Linked DNA regions of Mus musculus: region 2 is linked to region 1. The links are chromatin contacts, called in public HiChIP or PLAC-seq maps. All regions are on one chromosome and are shown on one strand. The core of a region is the stretch at or near the end of the contact, and the rest is flanking DNA. Distances in the headings are between cores, read along the strand shown.

Region 1 (4,782 bases), core at 1,362-3,861:
TTGTGGATGGGCCTGGTACTGTTTGTACTTTGATGCTAATTCTGCTCTCCTGGGAGGGGCTGCAGACAAGGAATAAGTCACATGCTCAAGTAGTGACTTCTTGTGAACCAGTCTCCTAATGAATAAAGGAGCCAGTCACTGGGCCAGTTGGAGGGACTTCCACGTTGGATGGATGAAGAGAGGAAGCAGGAGAGAGTTAGGTCCTTTTGGACAGGGATAGTGTGAGGAAAAGATGTAGCTACGAGTGTCTCTGGCTTATGGCAAATCCGCTTACAAGATGACATATGGTTTACAAGAGTAGGATTCAATCTGTTGCGCCCTGAGCTTGAGTTACCATTGTTTCTGAACTAAGTTTGTGTGGTGCTTTTCTTCTCATGGTGACTCAGCTGGGTTCCAGAGAGAAAGGTATGGTGGCAAAGCGTGGTTTTGCTTGATGTGCATCACAAAGGCTGTGGGGGTATTGAAACATGGGGCTAGTGTGGTAGTGACCCACCAGTGGGAACCTAGCAAGCCGGGTGGAGAGATTGAGGAGTTCTGAATCAGAGTCTCCACAAGATAAAAACAGGTCAGCCATAACCTGCCAGTGCATGGCCGGCCAGGCCCCATGGAGCAGAGAATTGCTGGTACAGGAAGCTTATCAGCCATTTTTTAATATTTCCCACAGCTGTGGGCACATGTATTTATGCAAAAAATATCCCATCATAGGCAAACAAGCATATACATAATCTAAAATAAACCATTTATTTATTTATTTATTTATTTATTTATTTTAGAAAGCTGGATTCATTATACAACTGAGAAGTGGAAACAGGAGGCTTTCTGGGGCTTGCTAGCTAGCTAGTATGGCTGAGTGGATGAATACCAGGCCAGTGAGAGACCCTGCCTCAAGGAATAGGGTAGAATGAGTGAAGCAGATATTATACACTGACCTCTCTAGCCTAAACACACACACACAGACACACACACTCACTCACAACACACTGAGGCAGAATCTTTATCTGTAGACCAGGCTGGCTTTGATATTGAGATCTGCCTACCTCAGACTCCAGAGTATTGGGATTATAGGTACACAGTGCTGTTCATGGCATGTAATTTCAATTTTGATTTCCTGTTGACCTAGTAATTTTGTGGTGGCACTTGATTAAGTTCACTTTTTATGAAGAAAGATTTAAAAACTTACACTTTTCTTAAATTTTGCTTAATGTGCAAGCTGATGAGAACACATGGACTTTAAATTTCATGTAGGTAAATCCATCAGGAAAATGACAATTATGCCAAGGAGCTAAAATGCCAAAAGGATTGTACTCCTCTCTTGACATTGCATTTCTCTGTTTGTGAGTTTCATTTTCTGAGCCCAGCTTGTACATAGGAGACCTGTCTGAGGAAGCTCTGAGCCACCATGAACCTGTGGCTAATTGGGAGAGAACTCCTCTGCATGACATCAAGGTAAAAAATGAAACCAACCAAACAACAACAGGAACCAAAACAAAACTGGTGCATTGTAGGTCTTCCTGGTGTGGAGGGCATGGTATCCTCAGAGCTGAATAGACTAAGATAAGCACCATGTGTTTAGTAGGAATGACTCTGGTATACAATGGACTTAGCTCTGCTTTATCACTAGATGTCTTTTCTTAAGATTTGAAGGGACTTAGCACTAATGAAGAAGAGCAAATTGGAGCAGCACTTAACGGGGCAGTCCATCATAGTTTTGATCTCAAAATGATCACCAAGAGGAAAGAGCCATGGGAATGCACTCTAGTCCGTTAAACATTTAGGTTATATTATTTTTCTTAAGTTACTTCAGAAATTACCCTTTGGCAGTGTGATTGCTGTGCAATGTGATTACATATACCTTTTGTGAATAAGCCTAAAAGCTTCCTTAGAAGACCAGCCAGTGCCATTCACTCCAGGTGTTCATTTTTTGACTGCTAAACTCAAGTGTTAAGCCATGAGTATAGTGTTTTATCTCCTTGCTTTAGTGTTGTCCCAGAAATAATTTAATAGAGAAGATCAGATTAATCTAGTTCACTATACCATGGAAGATGATCTGAACTGAAAATGGCATCACTTATAACTAGGTCTGTGAGGGAGCTGTCATGAACATCCCCAAGCCAGGTCTCCTGATAGCATGCTTTTCTTGGTTCTAAAATACTCCTGTGCGGTATCATTTGTAGAACATTTGCGCTAAGAGTTTCCCTTGCAGGATTTTAGAGTCAAACAGCCTTTTATATGCTGGTCTCTTTCTCCCTCATTCTCTCCCAAGGCTCTGATCTGTAACAGCTGTGCATGAGTAAGGAGACGTGCATGTTCCTTGAGGCACGTTTCGTCAATCACCTAGCCGCTCCACCCAGAGTCTAGAAACAGAATCAGTTCCTCCACTGCCTCGTTAGCAGACCCTTGACTGAGAGGTAGAGATAACTCTGCCGAGTTTGCTTGTTTATTTTTCTCCAGCATAATTCATTTAATTTTGTACAAATTGCATATGTTAATTAAACAGTTGAATTTTCTAGCCTCACGGATTTTGTAGAAGAGGACACAGTAGTTACATGGAAATGCATGTGTAGTCATCAGAAAGTTCCCGTCACCTGATCACCGTCTAGTGCCTTTCCCTTGGCATATCTTGGGATCCTGTTGGCAGACTTGTCCCAGCCCTCCCACACCCTGATGTTGTGGGGAGTAGGTGATAGCTGCATTTGAATGCCTGTGTTTTTACTCTGGGCATTTGTTTTCCATCAGCGTGTAATGCGGTTCCATTGATTGGCACAGTGATGTATTATTCATGCCGCTCTAGCTTCGGCCCATTAGTGCTATCAGCCTTAGTGTTCAGTCTGAAGAGATACAATTATGTCGAGAACTCTCCGTTTCAGCTTGTGCTGTTTGCATGCCTTTCACATTTATAGAAAAGATTTCTTATAGAGCAGATCTTTTAATTTTGTTGATGCCAACTGGAATTAAATCAGTTGATATGGGGCTGATATAAGCATTATCCTTTAAGTAATTTCATACTTTATGAATAGCCAATGCACATAACTTGAAAAATTTGGCATGCACAAAATTTGGAATCATATGAGGAGGAAAATAAAATTACATGGAATTTTATCACCTTATTAATATGCTCAGCTTCTAGTCTTGTAAAAAATGTGGAGAAAGTTTATGTTATATCTATAGTTTAAATAAAAATTTTAAGTATTATAGCACATATATGTTGCCATAGTACATTTTAAAATTAGATTTTTGATGTATATATGATAATTGTTAATTTTCAAGCATCATTTATTTTCTTTTATTTATTGAGAATGTCATAAAGAGTGCTCTATTTCCATAATTTCCACATTTCTTGTCCTTTTTCTATCTTTTTTTACACTGCCCTCATACTCCTCAAATTCATGGCTTCTTATCTTTGATTATAATTGTTATACACACACACACACACACACACTCACACACTTTATAAGCAGCACCTGCTGAGTTCATTTAGTGTTGCTCACGTTTACATGAGTTCATGACTAACTATTTGGAACTGGGATAACCTATAACCTATCAGGGAGTTCATCTCTAGAGAAGACTGTTTCTCCCTCTTGCAGTAACTTTAGTTCCTGATAGCTCTTCATCAAGGAGTGGTATCTTATGAAATTTCTTCCCTCCACACTGGCATTACCGTTGGCCTTGCCATTTCTCGGGTCCTAGTCACACAGCCATAGAGTTGAGATTTCATGGGTGCAGCTTCCCTGTCATATACAGTAAATACTTTTGCCCAGCAGATATCTTGGTTCTCTGGCTCTTACTATCTTTCTGACCCATCTTCTACAATGTTCCTGGCCCTTAACTGTAGGGATTCTATTATTGACTTATTAACTGAGGTTGGACACCCATAGTCAGTTCTCTGCATTTTGACCAGTTGTAGAGTTATGTGATGGTTTCTGTCTGCAACAAAGGGTGAGAGTTACACTTATCTATAGTTATTTAGAATACAGTCAATTTATATAATGGTTTATGAAACTGGTTACTGTAGGTTTTTCTCTTGGGTCAGTGTCCTCACCAGCCGTGGGTTTACAGTCCTAGGCATGAACTCTCTCCTACTGGATGAGCCTTAACTTTAATGAGGTGGTTGTTGGTCCCCCAGGTATAAGTGCCATTATTGTGCTTTCTGGGACATTTGCCATTCAGCTTCTTGCTGTGGGTCACAGACTTTACAGCTGGGTAGGACCACTGATGGCCTTCCTCTCCTGGCAGCTGCCTGCTCCCTCTGGTTTTGGTATTGTGAGAGCCACTCCTCAGGGAGGAGGCTTCTAGGTCAAGTCCAGCTCCATTTCTCCAAGCCCCATGTGAGAAAACCTTCAGTTTTACGGAGACAACCAATGGAAACGACAACAAGTAGCCTTCACTGCTTTAGGGGTCTCTTGGACTCCTCTGATCAGCAACTCAAGAGAGATACCTAGGCCTGGCATATATGCACATAAACACATAGTACACACGTATACACATACACATCATTTTTGATCATATTTATTATTGGTGTGTTTTATAAGTAATATTCATCTCTTTGTTTACATCTATGTCCGTATCCCTATAATGATATCTTTAGGATATAGTTCTAGAAATAATGTTATTAGACCAAATAATAGAGCACTTGAAAAGTTCATGCTGTATATTGTTAAACAACTTTCCAAACATTGAGCCAATATCTTTTATTTGGTGAAAAAAAAAACCACTTTTCAGACTTTAGTTTATGTTGCTGTCATCATTTTTATTTTGATGTTGCGTGTATTTTCATTTCAATTA
Region 2 (4,782 bases), core at 705-3,204, 280 kb after region 1:
GTTTGAATTAATGACACTTCTTCAGACAGACAGAGTAGGTAAATGGAAATGCTAGACCGGGGCTTTTCACTTTCCTTGCTCAACACTTCCCATTACCTTGGGTGCTGGAAATTCTCCACCCTAGCCTGCCTCCAGGCAAGTCCCAAAGCATTACAGTTATGACCATTGTGTAACAGTTGGTCCTACAGGGGCTGGAGTAAAGGCACGCTGAAACGTCAAAATCTCCTTTGAACCCCTGTAGCCCTTGGCTGCCTGCTGAACTCCCGCCCTTCAAACAGCTCGCCCTAGCTCCGTGCAGACTTAACCCAAGTGAAGGACGAAGCCCTGGATCATTGATTCTATAGGGCGGCCCGCACCTAAGCACTGTCTTAGCTGGGACAAAAGTCCTGCAGAGCTCACCTTCAGCTGGAGGCTGAAGCCTGCAAAGGTGTCATTAGCTTAGCCCAGGATTTGGCTTCCAGGACACAGCCAGCTTTCTGTCTGTCCAGCTGTCCCAGGCCCTGCCTTCTCCTCTGTCTGGCCCTGAGAAACGGCCCCAGGACCCTGATCCTTTTGCTTTTTCTGTGTACAGAGGAGCAGGAGACAGTAGGATCTGAAGTCATGTGTCCAGACCCCAACCCAGGCTTCCTGTCCATCCTAGCTAGTGGCCTTGAGGAGTTTACCTCACTAGCCTGTGCTTTAGTTGTCACTCTGTGCAGAAAGGTTACTAATAAAGTATATTAGTAAATTAGTAATATAGCAAAGTAGCAAAGTCATAAAATATATTAAAAATAGAAAAGTAAACTTTCAAGGTGATGTTTGGATTAGCCAGAATTCTGCACGTATTATCGATTGGATGGATATGATCAATATACATTGTATAAGTGGATGGGACAAAAAAATATTTTAGAAAAGAATTCTGTACATTCTTTATTTGCTATTTATCCGTGTCTTGTCACATTACTTTCCAATTTAGGTGACTGAAATGTGTTTAGTGGATTTTTTCTATGCTAGTAGATGGTTGTCTTTGAAGAGGTTGCTGGTTTGTCTTCAGCACCCAGAGTTGGAGCAGTGTGAACTGCTAAGCCTGGCTCCCCAGGACCCTCCCGTTCTCACACCAATTAAGCCTTTGGCTGACTTTCCTGGGGCAAGGCTATAAACTCCCTTTAAAGATTGAAAGATTTTTTATTCTGAAATTATTATTTTCCCTCACCTTTCCAAAGGGGAGCTCTTGCTTCTCTTCTGAGCTCCTTTTGGAAGTTTTCATGCTTTAAGTGTAAATGTTCTAAGGGCAGGGAAATGGGGGTGGGGAGAGATGAGAGAGCCTCTGGGCTGGGGAGAGAGGTAAGGAGGGCTTTTTCAAATGCAAATATTTGATAAAATATGTGGCTTTGTTTATTTATGTATATCTATATGTAAGAAATGCTAACTTGGGCTGAACGGTTTAACGTGCTTAATCGGAGGCAGACGGGATGGGATGGTCACCGAATTATTTTTGTAAACCACTTCTGTTGGTGTGCAGGCTTCCTTTGCCATTGGTTCCACCCTGGAGGACCACTGGAGGTTTTGCCAGAGCGAGCTGGTGCCAGACTCTGCTTCAGTGACATATGCCTCTGCTCCCCCAACCCCTGACACACAACACAATCACTCGTTCCTCCAGCCCAGCAGACCACTTTTGTAACTAATTGGAGCAGACAGGGTGTTTCAGAGAAACCACGAGCACAGCAGAGAGTCCTGGTGGATATTCATCCCGGCCAGTCCTTTAACAAAGTGAACAATTGCCCAAATAATTATTTCCTGCTGTGGACTCCCCCTCCACCTCTCTTTTAAAAAATGCTTTGTTTGTTAAATCCTATTTTCCTTCCTACTTTCCTGTTGACTGCAGCTAAATTGAATTTGGTCCAATCCATCTCACACTGGGTCAGCAAAATGCTTTGCTGGGGGAGTTAACCCTTTCGATGCCGTCTTTTATTCCCAGAGCAAAGGAAGGGCTGCACTGATTGAGGACTGGGGATGGAGGTAGACACGGAGTATGTTCTATTAGGATCATGACCAGTTTTGATAAAAAAGAAGTTTGTGGCTCCATTCCTATTGCCAGCAAGAATTCAGATTGTATTTGCAGGTGGGTGGTGCATCCTAAGGAAGAGGGGAGGGTCACTTTTGCACAAATGCTTTCTCTAGAAATGTGGCATAGATTTGAAGTGAAGGGCATGTCAACAAAAATGTTAAAGCGAAGGCAATCACTTCGAGGTAACAGAATTAATAGAGTGGTTTGAATCAAAAGGCAGAGGAGAGGGCAACTTTGTGTCACATCTTAAAGTCATTAGGGTGGGAGGAGCATTCTCATCTGTGGTTTCTCATTGTTTGAAGACTCCGGGTGTTGTGTGGCTGAGATCAGATGACTGGGGACTGCTGAGCAGTGTGAACCATGGGATCCCTCGATGTCAAACCCAGGAAAGAGAAACAGCTGTGGGGACACCCCAGCCAACATCAACAGGCGGGATTTTTCTCGAGAGCATGTAGTGGCTCCTGTCCTCCATTGTGTGAAAACTGTCCCCATCCAGGGAGAGTTTATGGAGCTCCCTGTAAGCAGAGCTGGTGTCAGAAAGCTGCACTTGGCTGTCGCTCCCTGCTGGCCAGAACTGTGGCTTATGTTTCTGCAGGTGGAATGTCAGAGACAAAGCCTTTTCCTGTGTGATGGATGGGCTCAGATTTCCCTCCTTGGATACATGTGAGCCCATACACACATGAGTTCTACCTGCCACATGTGATCCAATATTGACAATTTCTGCCTGTACAGCTCACCCTCTGTATTTCCCACCTCAGTATCTGGGAGTTCAACCAGGTATGTGTGGTGTATAGTTAGGCCCTTGGTGGTTGGTGTTGTACTTACAGGACCCTTACAGGCCCTTGGTGGTTTCTCTGGCCACCATTAAACACTACAAAATATCATTTATTCACGTTGTGCCTGTACGGCACTAGGCACAGAACGCTGACGGAATGCACGGCTTCAGTGGAGTCCTGAAACAAGTTTTCAGCCAACCTCAAGGGTTTACATAAAAATGGTCTTGCTGGGATTTATTTTTTCTTCTTCATGTGTCATGTGTGTGGGAGTATCTTCTAGAAGTTCTATGCTTAATGTCATCTTTTGCTGAATTATATGGCCACCAATGATCTTGCTTCATTTTTACAAGACTGAGTTCTACAAGACTGAGTTTCTTAATGTGTTTACAAGTGCTTTCAGAGGATCTCCTACAGGTGCATGCATGCGTGCGTGCATGTCTGAAACCACAGCTCTCCGGCGGCAGAGGCAAAAAGATCAACAGTTTGAGGCCAGTCGGAGCCACATGAGAAGGTCCAGTCTCCAAACAAACAAACAAACAAACAAAAAACCAAAACAGGGGGGTGGTTGTAATTTAGTGGGAAGCATTTTCCTAGCTCTATAGGATCTTGGGTTTGATTCCCATGCACACGCACACCGCCATAAACCTACGCAAAAATATTACTTTTGATTTATTAAACAATTTGCTGTTCCCAAAAATTTATTATCAAACCTTTGACTTTGTCTATGGTATGTCTTCTCCTACCTAAAGCGTTTTGCTATTATGGTTTTTCAGGTGAGAACTGTTGGGTTTATCAGCATGCCTTCAGATGTTGTACTGCAGTTAAAAGGGCTTTCCCTTTCCATCCTGGCTGTATAATAGAATATTCCTCTTTATCTGTAAAATTGTGAAATGACACACATTTCTATGTCATATGGAGGGAAGAAATGTTTTGCTTTTTTATTATCTGAGGCATCATTAGATGCAGGAGACAACTTCCCAGGAATGTATACTTCCAAAACTGACCCAGAAAAGAAAGAGAATCCAAACCAATATATTCCACAGGAGATGGGAAGTTGTCAAAGAGTGATCCACCACAGAAATACCAGGCCCAAAATGTTTCAAGGGGAATTCTAACACATCACTATATTAAAAATATAAATCCATAGCTTAGAAAAAAAATCAACTCAAGCAAAATATCTAAAATTTACAAATATAATATACAATTTTAACTATTGATAGTCAAACACAAAGATTGCAAAAGAGTTATCTCTTAAATAAGTGTTAATCGTAAAATTTTAAAATAGAAAACATAATGTCCTAGGCATGTGTATTAGAATGCTCTAGAGGAGCAGAGCCAACTGAATAAATATATATTCATATAAAAAGGGATTTACCTGATTTATATCAGATGGGCTGGGGAATCCTACAATGGCTATCAGCACACTGGAAAGGCTGAGAACCCAGACGCTGCTTAGTCATACCACGAGGTGCCTCAGCAGTCCTGGTATAGCACTGAAGGCCTAGTGGATTCCTGCAGAGTCACTGGTCTGTAGTCATATTGGAAGGCCAAAGGAGCTAGGTTCCAATGTCGACAGAGAATGTCAGCAGCAGAGACAGTAACAGAGTGGATGCACTGACCAATGGGGAGTGAGTGCGGGCAGGTAAAAGCACCCTGACCAATGGGGAGTGAGTGCGGGCAGGTAAAAGCACCGCCCTCTTTCCTCAAACCTCATATCTGGGCTGATGCTAGAAGGCCCTCCCACTGGGGGGAGGGTCTTCTGCCTTCACTTAGTCCTTCCAGGAAATGACCTCACAGACTACCTGGGGGTGTGTTTCTTAATCACCCTAGATCTAATCAAGCTGACAATCATGATTAACTGTCACAGCATAAATGATGGATTACATACTTGATAAATATACAATTGGGACTGTTTCTTACTAGATCTTTTGTTATAATTTCATGTTGATTCTTAATAAA

Evidence for each region. HiChIP or PLAC-seq counts read pairs in DNA pulled down with a chosen protein or histone mark.
Region 2: a contact with region 1 is called in an H3K4me3 HiChIP or PLAC-seq map of embryonic basal ganglia, with 2.9 times the contacts expected there. The contact joins two enhancer-like sites. A contact is called at or near these places in 1 of 484 Hi-C or Micro-C datasets (nephron progenitors), 4 of 115 datasets of contacts at active chromatin or transcription factors (embryonic basal ganglia and embryonic stem cells) and 1 of 9 other capture datasets (embryonic stem cells).

What each region holds. Positions count from the first base shown.
Region 1 is chr9:22,732,845-22,737,626 of GRCm38.p6, forward strand. The region is part of intron 19 of Bbs9 (Bardet-Biedl syndrome 9 (human)); the gene reads left to right. Among named protein-coding and RNA genes, the nearest start is that of Gm39309, 70 kb to the right of the region's middle. Within about 2 kb of position 2,612, at least 13 of the 459 cell types and tissues checked have an H3K27ac peak or open chromatin away from gene starts, as enhancers often do. A contact at or near this core is called in embryonic basal ganglia, where this site is marked.
Region 2 is chr9:23,009,842-23,014,623 of GRCm38.p6, forward strand. The region is part of intron 1 of Gm36743 (a long non-coding RNA gene); the gene reads left to right. Among named protein-coding and RNA genes, the nearest start is that of Gm36743, 16 kb to the left of the region's middle. RefSeq lists an enhancer at 1,037-2,914. Within about 2 kb of position 1,955, at least 34 of the 459 cell types and tissues checked have an H3K27ac peak or open chromatin away from gene starts, as enhancers often do. A contact at or near this core is called in embryonic basal ganglia, where this site is marked.